Regions from separate parts of the Zea mays genome. Here regions 2 and 3 are each linked to region 1. The links are chromatin contacts, called in public Hi-C maps. All regions are on one chromosome and are shown on one strand. The core of a region is the stretch at or near the end of the contact, and the rest is flanking DNA. Distances in the headings are between cores, read along the strand shown. Region 1 holds the start of LOC103650885 (probable methyltransferase PMT19). Region 2 holds the start of LOC100192542 (Formin-like protein 1). Region 3 holds the start of LOC100383357.

Region 1 (3,443 bases), core at 543-3,042:
TACGCCCGCATTGGTCCCGCCAAAAGCAGACGCGGAGTCCCTTGGCGCCATCTCAAGCGGCTCTTCTTCCTCTTCACTGTGAAAGCCGGACGAGAGGGCGAGAGGCGAGACAAGAGCAGATTCGGAGCCAAGAGAAAGAAAACGTACTCTACAGTACAGCAGATGTAGTTGCGGACGACTAACCAGGAAAGGTCGGATCACGGGGACTGGACTGGAGAGGGACCAGAGGAAGGAAGCCAACCTCCCCTCCTCGTCGTTTCCATGCGACCCCGTACGGCGAGAAGGCGACGCGGCGCGGAGAAAAAAATGAGTAGCGGGTTGGTTGCGCTGTCAAATCGAATCGAGAGCGCGCCGCCGCCGCCGCCCCTGCGCGGGCGTCTCCGGCGCGAGAGAATTAACGGCGGCCACACACACGGCACGGGCTCGGCGGACCGACCGGTCACGGTCTGGCCGCTCTCGTAGCTTGCAAGATACATGGAGAAAGAAAGTGTCCCGAGCGACGGGTCCCCGCGGTCCTGTACTCCTCTGCAATTGCAAGCTAGCGATGCTACACTACGATCGATCATGACGAGTCGCCGTCTTCGAGAAGGACGCGCGAGACCGTTGTGGCGAGCGGAGCACGGACAAGATGCAGCGTACGCAACGTACGACAGCGGCCGAGATCCTCCTCCTCCTCCTGGTCTAGGGACTGGGCGGGTGCGTGCTCGCAAGTCATTGAGTTGTACTCCTGCTGTAGCGTGCGTACGACGGTCTCCTTTGGACACGTGTGGTGTGTTGCGCGTCAGCTGCGACTGTCGTGTCCTCTACTCTGCCCGTACGACTGACTCGTCGAGATTATTGCTACAATTTGTCCGAGTAATTCGAGACCTTGCAAGTTGTTTTTACTGTCTCGTATGGACTGTAGTCTACGGCTGGCCGCTTTTCAGTGTGGAGTGTGGAGTTTCGACTGTAGTCTACGGTCTTCTGAAGAAAACTGTGGGTGTCTTTTTCGGGCGCCAATCACTGCACAAGAATCCGCGATAGTGCTCTCTACACAGGGGCGGATGATCCATGGTCAGGGGTCGGATGGTACACGACCTGGCGCATTTCTGCCTGTCGGTCGGACGGTCCATGCTCTGGGGCCGGACGGTCCGCGCGTGTGCAGAGGCGGCGAAAGGTCGCCGGCAGCGCCTGGATTTCGCTCCCGGGAGGGACCCCGTCAGAGAGGAGAGATCCTAGATGATGTCTAGGCTCGGGCAGACTGACCTAGACTCCTCTAATCGACGTAGAGTCGAAGAGAAACGGTGAATTTGAGAATTGAGAGGTTAAACTAGAACTACTTTTAATTGTATTGGAAATAAATGCGAGATAAAAATGTTATTGGTGATTATAAATCGGCCGTATACCTATGTATTTATAGAGTATGAGAGTTGGACCCGTTAAAAAAACTCCCCGAGTTAATTCCATTAATCTCGTTAACAAATACAGTAAAAAACTCGGAACCCTAGACCGCGTATTTTGTGGCTCAACAAAAACCATACGAGATGATGCAGTACGACATTGCACTTGCACGGATAAAAAAAACAAAAACAGTTAAGCCATCGCGATTTCGCATGTGCACAATCTCTCTTTCGTCTCAACAAAAAAAAACATCCACACGACACGACGACGAAGTGACGAGCGCATCAGACGAAAAGACCGTAAAAGCCAAGGAGCACGAGCCACTGGTGGCGCAGGCAGGCCCCACGAAGCCCCAACGGCCGGGCCCGCAAAGCAGCAACCGCTCTCGTCGCACTGTATGTAGTCCTCTCCTCTGCCCTGCCTCTTCAAATACGAACTGGGCGGCGCCACCACTCTCGCCGCACTCACCCGGAGTCGGAGCGGAGCATCCGATCCTCCACCAGTCCACCACCGAGTGCACTCAGCCACACACCAGCTGTTGTGCCCTGTGCGGCGCTCTACTGAGCGATACGCGGACTTGGCGGCGGCCATGCCACTCTCGGAGCCGTCGGCGCCGGCCGTGCTCGCGGCGCTGCCGCGGGCGCTCTCCCTCGCGGCCGCGGCCGTCGCGGCCGCAACCGCGACCCTCCTCCTCATCTCCGCCGTCTTCTCCACCCCCCACCACGCGGCGTCCTCCTCGTCCCCTCAGCTTTCCCCGTCCGCCAGCGCCTCCACCGCGGCGCCTGTGGCCCCGGCGCCCGCACACGCGCCCGACTCCGGCCCAGGCCACCCCCACCCCCCGCCTCCCGTTCCCCCGTGCCCTCCCAACGCCACCCACGACGTCCCCTGCCACGAGCCTCCCTCGCGCGAGCGCCACTGCCCCCCGCGCCCGCCGCCGCCGCCGCCTCTTCTTCCTCACCCGCCAAAGGACCCGCCGCCGCACCCTCCGCCGCACTGCCGCGTCCCGCCGCCGCCCAGGTACCGCCCGCCCCCGCCGTGGCCCGCGCGCCGCGACCGCGCGAGGTACGCCAACGTGGACCTCCCGCCGCTGCCCCCGGTTAAGGCGGCGGATGGACAGCAGCAGGACCCCGTTCACGGTCGCGGGGAGTGGCTGCTGTTCACCGACGGGGTGCAGGGTTATGTCGAGCGGCTGGAGCGCGTCGTGCCGCTCCGCGACGGCGTGGTGCACACGGCGCTCGACATCGGATGCGGGGTGTGTTGTACTCGCATCGCATGAAAGCTTGCCGATTCAGAAACTACTCGTTGGAAGTCTCTCTGTTCACGTGTCGATGTGTGTCCCTGACAGGTCGCGAGCTTTGGGGACTATCTGCTCAACTATGGCGTACTGACCATGTCCATTGCTCCGAGGGATAGATTTGAACCGCAGGTGCAGCTCGCCTTGGAGCGTGGACTGCCTGCAATGATCGGAGCGCTTGTTGCCCACAGGCTACCGTATCCATCGAGGTCCTTCGACATGGTGCACTGTGCGGACTGCCGTGTCCCATGGACTGCTCATGGTAGGACATGCAAGACGTCATGCTATTCCTGATTAAACATACTTCCTTCCTGATGCATCATCTATTCATTTATTATTTCACTGATTACTAATTGTTCAAAATAAAGTGATTTTCCTATTGGCAAATGTTGGAGTCGGTGAACACTGAACAGAACAGGACACCCTCCTCATATGTCGATGTCAAAACTAAAGTACAGTTTGTTTGTTTTTTTAGTCGAGTGCTCTTGTTCTCATTCACCTATAGCTGATTCCAGATGGGCTCTACATGCTGGAAATCGACCGTCTTCTCCAACCTGGTGGCTATTGGGTTTTCTCTAAGCCACCCGTCAACTGGAAATCTACATACAACATTTCGAATCAAGGGACCATAGACAAGCAGGACAATCAAGTAGCTATGGATGACATGTCGAAAAGGCTTCGTTGGACGAAGGTGTCTGAAGAGGGCACAATTTCTGTTTGGAGAAAGCCTTCTTGTAATCTCCATTGCGACCAAGAAGCAAATGCAAAG
Region 2 (3,443 bases), core at 579-3,078, 430 kb after region 1:
CACCGGACATGTCCGGTGAATTATAGCGGACTATCCGTTGGAGTTTCCCGAAGCTGGCGAGTTCCTGAGGCCGCTCCTTCTTGGCACACCGGACAGTCCGGTGAATTATAGCGCGAGTGCCTCTGGGAATTCCCGAAGGTGGCGAGTTTGCGTTGGAGTCCTCTGGTGCACCGGACATGTCCGGTGGTGCACCGGACACTGTCCGGTGGCACACCGGACAGTCCGGTGCGCCAGACCAGAGGTGCCTTCGGTTGGCCCTTTGCTCCTTTGTTGAATCCAAAACTTGATCTTTTTATTGGCTGAGTGTGAACCTTTTACACCTGTATAATCTATACACTTGGGCAAACTAGTTAGTCCAAGTATTTGTGTTGGGCAATTCAACCACCAAAATTATTTAGGAACTAGGTGTAAGCCTAATTCCCTTTCACGGTCCAAATAGCTATGCCGTTTATTCTCCACATTCAAACCCTTCATCCTCACCGAGAAAGTATACCAAAAGAGGGCTTTTACATGATTTTTATGAGTATACATTGAGTTCTACAAAAACAAAAAAAATCACGTGGGACTGGCTCTGTGTCTTGACGTATAAGAACTCCATAAAAAAATGAGCAAGATCCATATGGTGCCCCCCACAAATACAGAAAACCTAGCTAGTGCCCCAATATTTTACTCGTGCTTGTAAGCTTGTTCTTCTTGCACACGTCCTCTTTGCTCTATTGCACACCCTTCCGCAACAACCTTGCATTTGTTTATCTGAGCAGCCGAGAGAATGGCCAAGGAATGAGAACAAACCAGGCAAGCTTCAACCACCACCGTTCTTCTTCCACGGTTCACAAAAAAACTGAACCAGCACTAGTGGCTAGTGGCCAACTCACATGCCTTTTGCACTGAGCGCATAAAAAACAACCTACTAATCAAAAGCGAAATAAAAGGTGCACACAAAGATGGGTAGAAGAGGAGAGGTAGAGCGGAGAGGAGAGGGAGCGAGACAGATCCAAAATACTACACCTCCATGTAAGCTGTATCCACACTACAACACATCACCTCACCTCCCTTCCTCTCCCTCCCTCCCTCCCTCCCTCTCTCTCTCTCCTCCAAGATCTGTCGATCACACACACCACACCATACACGCGCAGCTTTTTGCTGCTGCTTGCTCGTCTACTTGCCCGGTTGCCCCTGCTTCTTCTTCCATCGCAATGCCATCCCCTCGCCAATTCTTGCAGCTGCTGTTACCCACCTTGCTCGCCACTTGCTGCGTCGATGGAGCCAACGGCCCCCACGCTCCCGCCACCGCGAGGAGGCAGCTCCACCAGCCCTTCTTCGTCCCGGATCAGCCCGGGCAGCCGTCGGCGCCGCCGCCGTTCTTTCCCGCGATTCCGGTGACGCCCCCGCCTCCTGTGCCGACGGGGCAGGACCAGCCGACGTACCCCGCTCTGGTGTTCCCCAGCAACGGCTCCAGCGGTGCCACGCCTCCGGCCGGCAACTCGCACGGGTCCAAGAAGTCCTCCAAGCTCGTCCCGGCCATACTGCTGCCGCTGCTCACGGTGGCCGTGCTCGGGCTGTCCATCGCTTTCTTCTTCTCGCACCGCCGGCGCAATGCGGCCCGCGGGGGAGGCGGCGGGTGCGTTGGTGGCGGGGACGCCAAGTTCTTGCACCCGGAAAGGACGAGCCTCTTCGCGCGTGACGAGTTCGGTGGCAGCGGCGGAGGCGGCGTCAGGGAGGCCGCGCCGGCGCCGGCGCCGGCGTCGGCTACCTCTGCCGAGTTCCTCTACGTGGGGACGCTGGCGAGCAGAGCCGACGAGAGGAGCAGCGACACGACGTCGTCCGGCGACGAGGTGTCCCGGAGCTCAGGCGGATCGCCCGAGCTCCGCCCGCTTCCGCCGCTGGCGCGGCAGTGCGCGCCGGCGCCGTCGAGGAGCCCCGGCGCGGCCTCCCCGTCGTCCGGAGAGGAAGAATTCTACTCGCCGCGGGGCTCATCAACAAAGACCTCGAGCTCGCGCAGGACTCTGGCGACGGCAGTGCAGGCGGCCCTTGAGGCGCGAGACCGCTCTAGGACTCCGTCCCCTGGGTCGGTCCTGAGCACGCCGTCGTACCCATCTTCGCCGGGGGCGACGCTGTCGCCCGCGCCCGCCTCGCCGCCTGCCTTTTCCAGCCCAGGCGAGTCCGGCCGCCGCTCCGTCAAGTCAAGATCGGAAAGCGCGCGCGTCGTCGTCCTCCCGCCGGTTCCTCCGACTCCGCCCCCGCCTCCTCCCTTCGCACCGACACTGCCACCACCGCCACCTCCTCGCCGGAAACCACCGTCCCCATCGCCCCCGTGCTCTCCACTAAACGACAAACCAGCTCTCAGATCCAGCACCGACACCATCGAAAGAAACCCGTTCGCCCAGCCACCGTCCCTACCGACGAGCACACACCCGCCACGGCCACCTCCGGCTGCAGGACCGCCGCCACCACCTCCTCCTCCGCCGCCGCCGCCGGTGGGCTACTGGGAGAGCCGTGTCCGCAAGCCCGACACGTCCAAAGAAACCCGTTCGCCGGCACTGTCGCCGCCAAGCTTCAGGAGCGTCCCTGCGCCCACCGACGCGTTCCCAAGCTGGCTGCCCGAGAGCTCCGAGCAAGGCGACAAGTCCGAGGACACGACGCCACGGCCGAAGCTGAAGCCGCTGCACTGGGACAAGGTCCGGGCCAGCTCTGACCGCGTCATGGTGTGGGATCAGCTCAAGTCCAGCTCATTCCAGTGAGAACTCTGCGAAAACCTTCCATCTCTCTCAGATGTTTCAGCTGTTCGTGGTCGGTGTCCTTACAGGTTCCGCTGAATTCTCGCAGGGTGAACGAGGAGATGATCGAGACGCTGTTCATTTGCAATCCAGCCAATGCGCCGGCCAAGGAGGCGACTAGGAGGCCCGTGCTGCCGACGCCCAAGGCCGAGAACAAGGTGCTAGATCCGAAGAAGGCGCAGAACATTGCCATCTTGCTGCGCGCGCTGAATGTTACCAAGGAAGAGGTCAGCGACGCGCTCTGTGAAGGTGAACAAGATCCTCGCTGACACTACTTCCTAGATTTCAGCCATTTTGATTCGCGTCATACATGAATACATGATACATTGGTGTTCACTGTTTTTTTTTTCTCTCTCTCTCGATCCCATAGGATTAATAATTTTGCTCGTGAGTCGTGTTTGACCATATTTAGCTTGTGACTGAACTGCAGCCATTCTTGACTGTCCGTGTCCGTATAGTATGGTTGGGCTTTTAGTAAGTTCGTGTGAATGAAGTGAATGCCAGCATAGAAATAGAACCGCCGAGAGTTGTTGCTGCTCCATTTATGCTGAAAATCACTGGTTGCTAGAGTTATTTTACTTATATTGCTGAAGATGTACACTAGTTGGTCTACATTTTCCATTGTATTGCCTTCTTCACTAATGTGTTAACCATGCCTGCCATTCA
Region 3 (3,443 bases), core at 613-3,112, 370 kb after region 1:
GGCATTAGGTTTTACACAAGTAATTGTCATTGGCCCCTGTTGATAGTACGACTATCTAGCCTACTAATCTAGTCAATTTTATTCTCTAATCACCTTGTGTTCGGCAAAACTAAAACCCTATTGCAATACCTTTACCTTGAGCCGATCCACAATCAATACCAAAGTCTCCAAGACCTTCAATATAGCTCATCTTTCCATTGTCCAACCTTCATTCTTATTTCTCAAATAATTTGTTAGTCAACATATAGTTGTCATTAATTACCAAACACACTACTTAGGGACCTAGATGCTTCACATGAGGACCTGCCATAGCCACCATGTTGCTTCCTCTATCGAAGGCTATGACTAACATACTATGCATATGGTCATGTAAACACTATTTTATTTATATAGTGAAGTTTTAAACATGAGATGATGATCATTAAGCTATTATTGATAGCCTAAGAAACTCAAAGGTTGAACCTTGGTCGTCCCACTTCCATTTGTGAGACTGATGCACATGTAGGGATGTTAACGAGGCAGGTTCGGGGTAGGTAGAGCGTTCGCAGACCCGAACCCAAAACTCGAGAATAAAATCTGCATCCGACTTGAACCCTATCTCAGATTAAAATCTGAAGAATCAACCTCCTTGTGCCTCCTGCTCAATGCTCCCTGGACCGAGCAACAAAATAGGCATTTGTTTACAGTCGCGCATAGGTCGCGAGGAGGCAGCTTGGCCCACTGGAGGCGAGGGTGAGGTGTCAGAGAGGAGGCAATGTAAATCTTAGGGCCAGCGCAAGCGCAACAGAGCAAGGAAGATGGGAGAGGGAGGGAAGGTTGAGTGATTTCTCAACGTGGTGGGAAGTTTTCTCCTCGGCTCTACGAAAATGCGACACTACGACGACCAGTGGGAGGAGCACGGAGCACCTAGAGACTGGAGCAGCGGGCAGCGCCACAACGACCAGTGGGGGAGTAGTGGACGGTGCCGCGTCAACATGTGGGGAGTAATAGGTGGTGCACGTGTGGCCGGGGAATAATGGAGGAAGCAGGGAATAAGGAAGCGATGACTTTAGGGCAAGCGAATCAGTTGGGCCTCTACCTTATATATATCACGTTATAGGGCCATATTTTAGGCTTGCATACTGTTCGCACCTATGGAAAACCGTCATGTAGTGTTCAATACCCGCGCCGAACCCGTAGACTGCCATGTCCCCTATTGGATCGAAAACCCACGGGTACCCGCCCAACTGTCATTCCTATGCACACGGATAGGAGATCCAACCACGCCAACACATATTTCAGGGGGTGTTTGAATCTGTAGTCTTCACATAGAATGTTTGTTTGGATCCACTCAACTAACTGTAGTCTTTGCCATATAGAATATTTGTATAATAATTATAGATATTAAATATAATCTAAGTGTAAAACTAAAACACAGATAAATAATAAAAGACGAGACAAATTTATTAAAGCTATATTTAATTCTCATAATTAATATTCCAACATTTGATATAATACGAAATAAACTTTAATTAGAGGAAGCACTTTATCCGCTAAATTCAATGTGCGGCACGCTATCTCCACCTCCACAGCCACGTGACATTTCCTCCGCACGATGCCACGGTCACTTCATCACTGTCAGTTCACACACAGACTCACTGCTCGAGCTCGAGGAGGTGTTTTGCTAATTTTGCAGCGCCAGGGCTGGAAAAAAATATTCCGAACAACCACAGGGGTGAGTGCACGAAACGTGTGTCACTTTTGTCTTCAGCTTGCAGCAGCTTCAGCTTCTCAGTTCTCACAGCCAACGCAGGCGTCCAAGTCCAAGCAAAGCCCCGCTCCTGTCACAGACAAATTTCCACGGGAGTATCTCCCCCCCTGCTTTTTTCTTCTTCCCTTCACCCCCCGCGTGCGCGCTCAGTCCCTCTCGCCTGTGGCGACGCTTGAGCGACCGCTGCTGCCGCTCGACGCCAGATCTTCGCCGTGCCGCTCCGGTGACGAGCACCCTCCAGGTATGCCCTTGGAGGTATGCCCGCCCTTTCTTTTTCCTTCCTGCCGCGCGAAACCGTGCACCCAAACCCTAGCTTACGCTATTTGGCATTTCTACTCGGATCTGATCTAATTACAAGTGTACACGTGTCTTCTGCCAGCTAACTTCGATTGTCTTCGCAAAAAATTGACTTTTTTTTTCTGGGTTCGCCCCTTCTCAGCGTAAGGAGGGGAGTCGGAGATGTTTTACTCGCAGTTCATTTTGGCCAAAAAGGGTCCCCTCGGGACCATATGGATTGCCGCGCACTTGGAGCGGAAGCTGCGCAAGAACCAGGTCGCGGACACGGACATCGGCGTCTCCGTAGGTGGGTGGCCTTGCTCAAGCTTCCAACAATTTGCTTTCAATCTAGGTTTTTTTGCTCTACTGTTAGGTCTGTGACCTGACCCGTAGGATGGTAAAGTGTTGTTTTGCTAATGCTCGTCAGTCTTGTAGCTTCTAGTTATGCCCAGCGTTAAGTAGCTTCTACCTGCTGCTATCAGAAGCGTAAAAAGATAACCTTTTTTTGAACTGTCAGCTGTCAATGAGTTGTCAGTTCTTTTTTTGTTTAATTTGCGGTGCATCACTGCATCATCTACATCGCTGTAGAAAATCATTACTTGGTAGATTTAGCATGATACTACCTTGGTTCATGTAGCTGTTTCTTTTTGCTGTTCTATTGCCTGCTAGTGCTAGGTACAGCACCGATGGCTTTTTTGCTCAGTTACATTGGTTGTTGCTGACCGAAGGGGTGTCTCCTTTGGGAATACTAGTTTTTTTTGCATTAATTCGTCCTACCAGGAGAAATTCTTAGGTAAAGCTTATTACAACTGTTAGAGTGGAAGCACTAATCAGTTCAACCCAAAAGAACTTTTGGGTTGAACTGGTTAGTGCGTCCACTCTAACAACAGCAATATAATACTATCACCCTGTGTCGTGTCCCTGACATGTGGAAAGAACTCATCTTTCTGGCTTTGATTACTCCGTGACTATTTTTAACCTTTTGATAATATAATTCGTCATTCTAGCTGGACTACTGTGTAATCTAAAAAAACTCGGCCAGTAGGGAAAAGACCACCCACACAGTATTATATTAAGAAGAAGCTCGATCGGAGCCCCGACCGAGAAAGGCCATGAAAGCTGGTCCCCCATGCAACATGAGGGTTCACCCCCTATAGGCCAGATCTTTACTCGTGCTTTGAGCCCTCGTAGTCCCTACATGAGGATCCGCCCCCATAGGCCAGTCCATCTTGTGCGCACACAACCAGGGGAACCAGCGAGTCACCTTTTTTAGCCTCAACCTGAAATTTGCTCCCACTGGGATTCGAACTAAGAACCTGAGGAATGCTACTCAGACCACCTAACCAACTTGGCTAGAGGTCCTTTCGCACTACCGTGTAACCTCTTTTTCCCATTTCCTTTTCTTTTTGTGTGATTG

What was found. A called contact is a pair of places that touch in the nucleus more often than the background predicts.
Region 2: a contact with region 1 is called in a Hi-C map of endosperm, with 3 times the contacts expected there. The contact joins the promoter of LOC100192542 here to the promoter of LOC103650885 in region 1. A contact is called at or near these places in 8 of 25 Hi-C or Micro-C datasets (bundle sheath, ear, endosperm and 4 more).
Region 3: a Hi-C map of bundle sheath shows a contact between it and region 1, with 2.4 times the contacts expected there. The contact joins the promoter of LOC100383357 here to the promoter of LOC103650885 in region 1. A contact is called at or near these places in 7 of 25 Hi-C or Micro-C datasets (bundle sheath, ear, endosperm and 3 more) and 1 of 3 datasets of contacts at active chromatin or transcription factors (seedling).

Annotation. Positions count from the first base shown.
Region 1 is chr3:171,690,178-171,693,620 of Zm-B73-REFERENCE-NAM-5.0, forward strand. It overlaps LOC103650885 (probable methyltransferase PMT19), which reads left to right and starts at 1,793. Exons shown (of 6, transcript XM_008676476.4): 1 at 1,793-2,632; 2 at 2,726-2,936; 3 at 3,190-3,443. The coding sequence starts at 1,970.
Region 2 is chr3:172,123,391-172,126,833 of Zm-B73-REFERENCE-NAM-5.0, forward strand. It overlaps LOC100192542 (Formin-like protein 1), which reads left to right and starts at 1,829. Exons shown (of 4, transcript NM_001137761.1): 1 at 1,829-2,737; 2 at 2,827-3,026. The coding sequence starts at 2,703.
Region 3 is chr3:172,056,436-172,059,878 of Zm-B73-REFERENCE-NAM-5.0, forward strand. It overlaps LOC100383357, which reads left to right and starts at 1,863. Exons shown (of 15, transcript NM_001176013.1): 1 at 1,863-2,005; 2 at 2,190-2,333. The coding sequence starts at 2,210.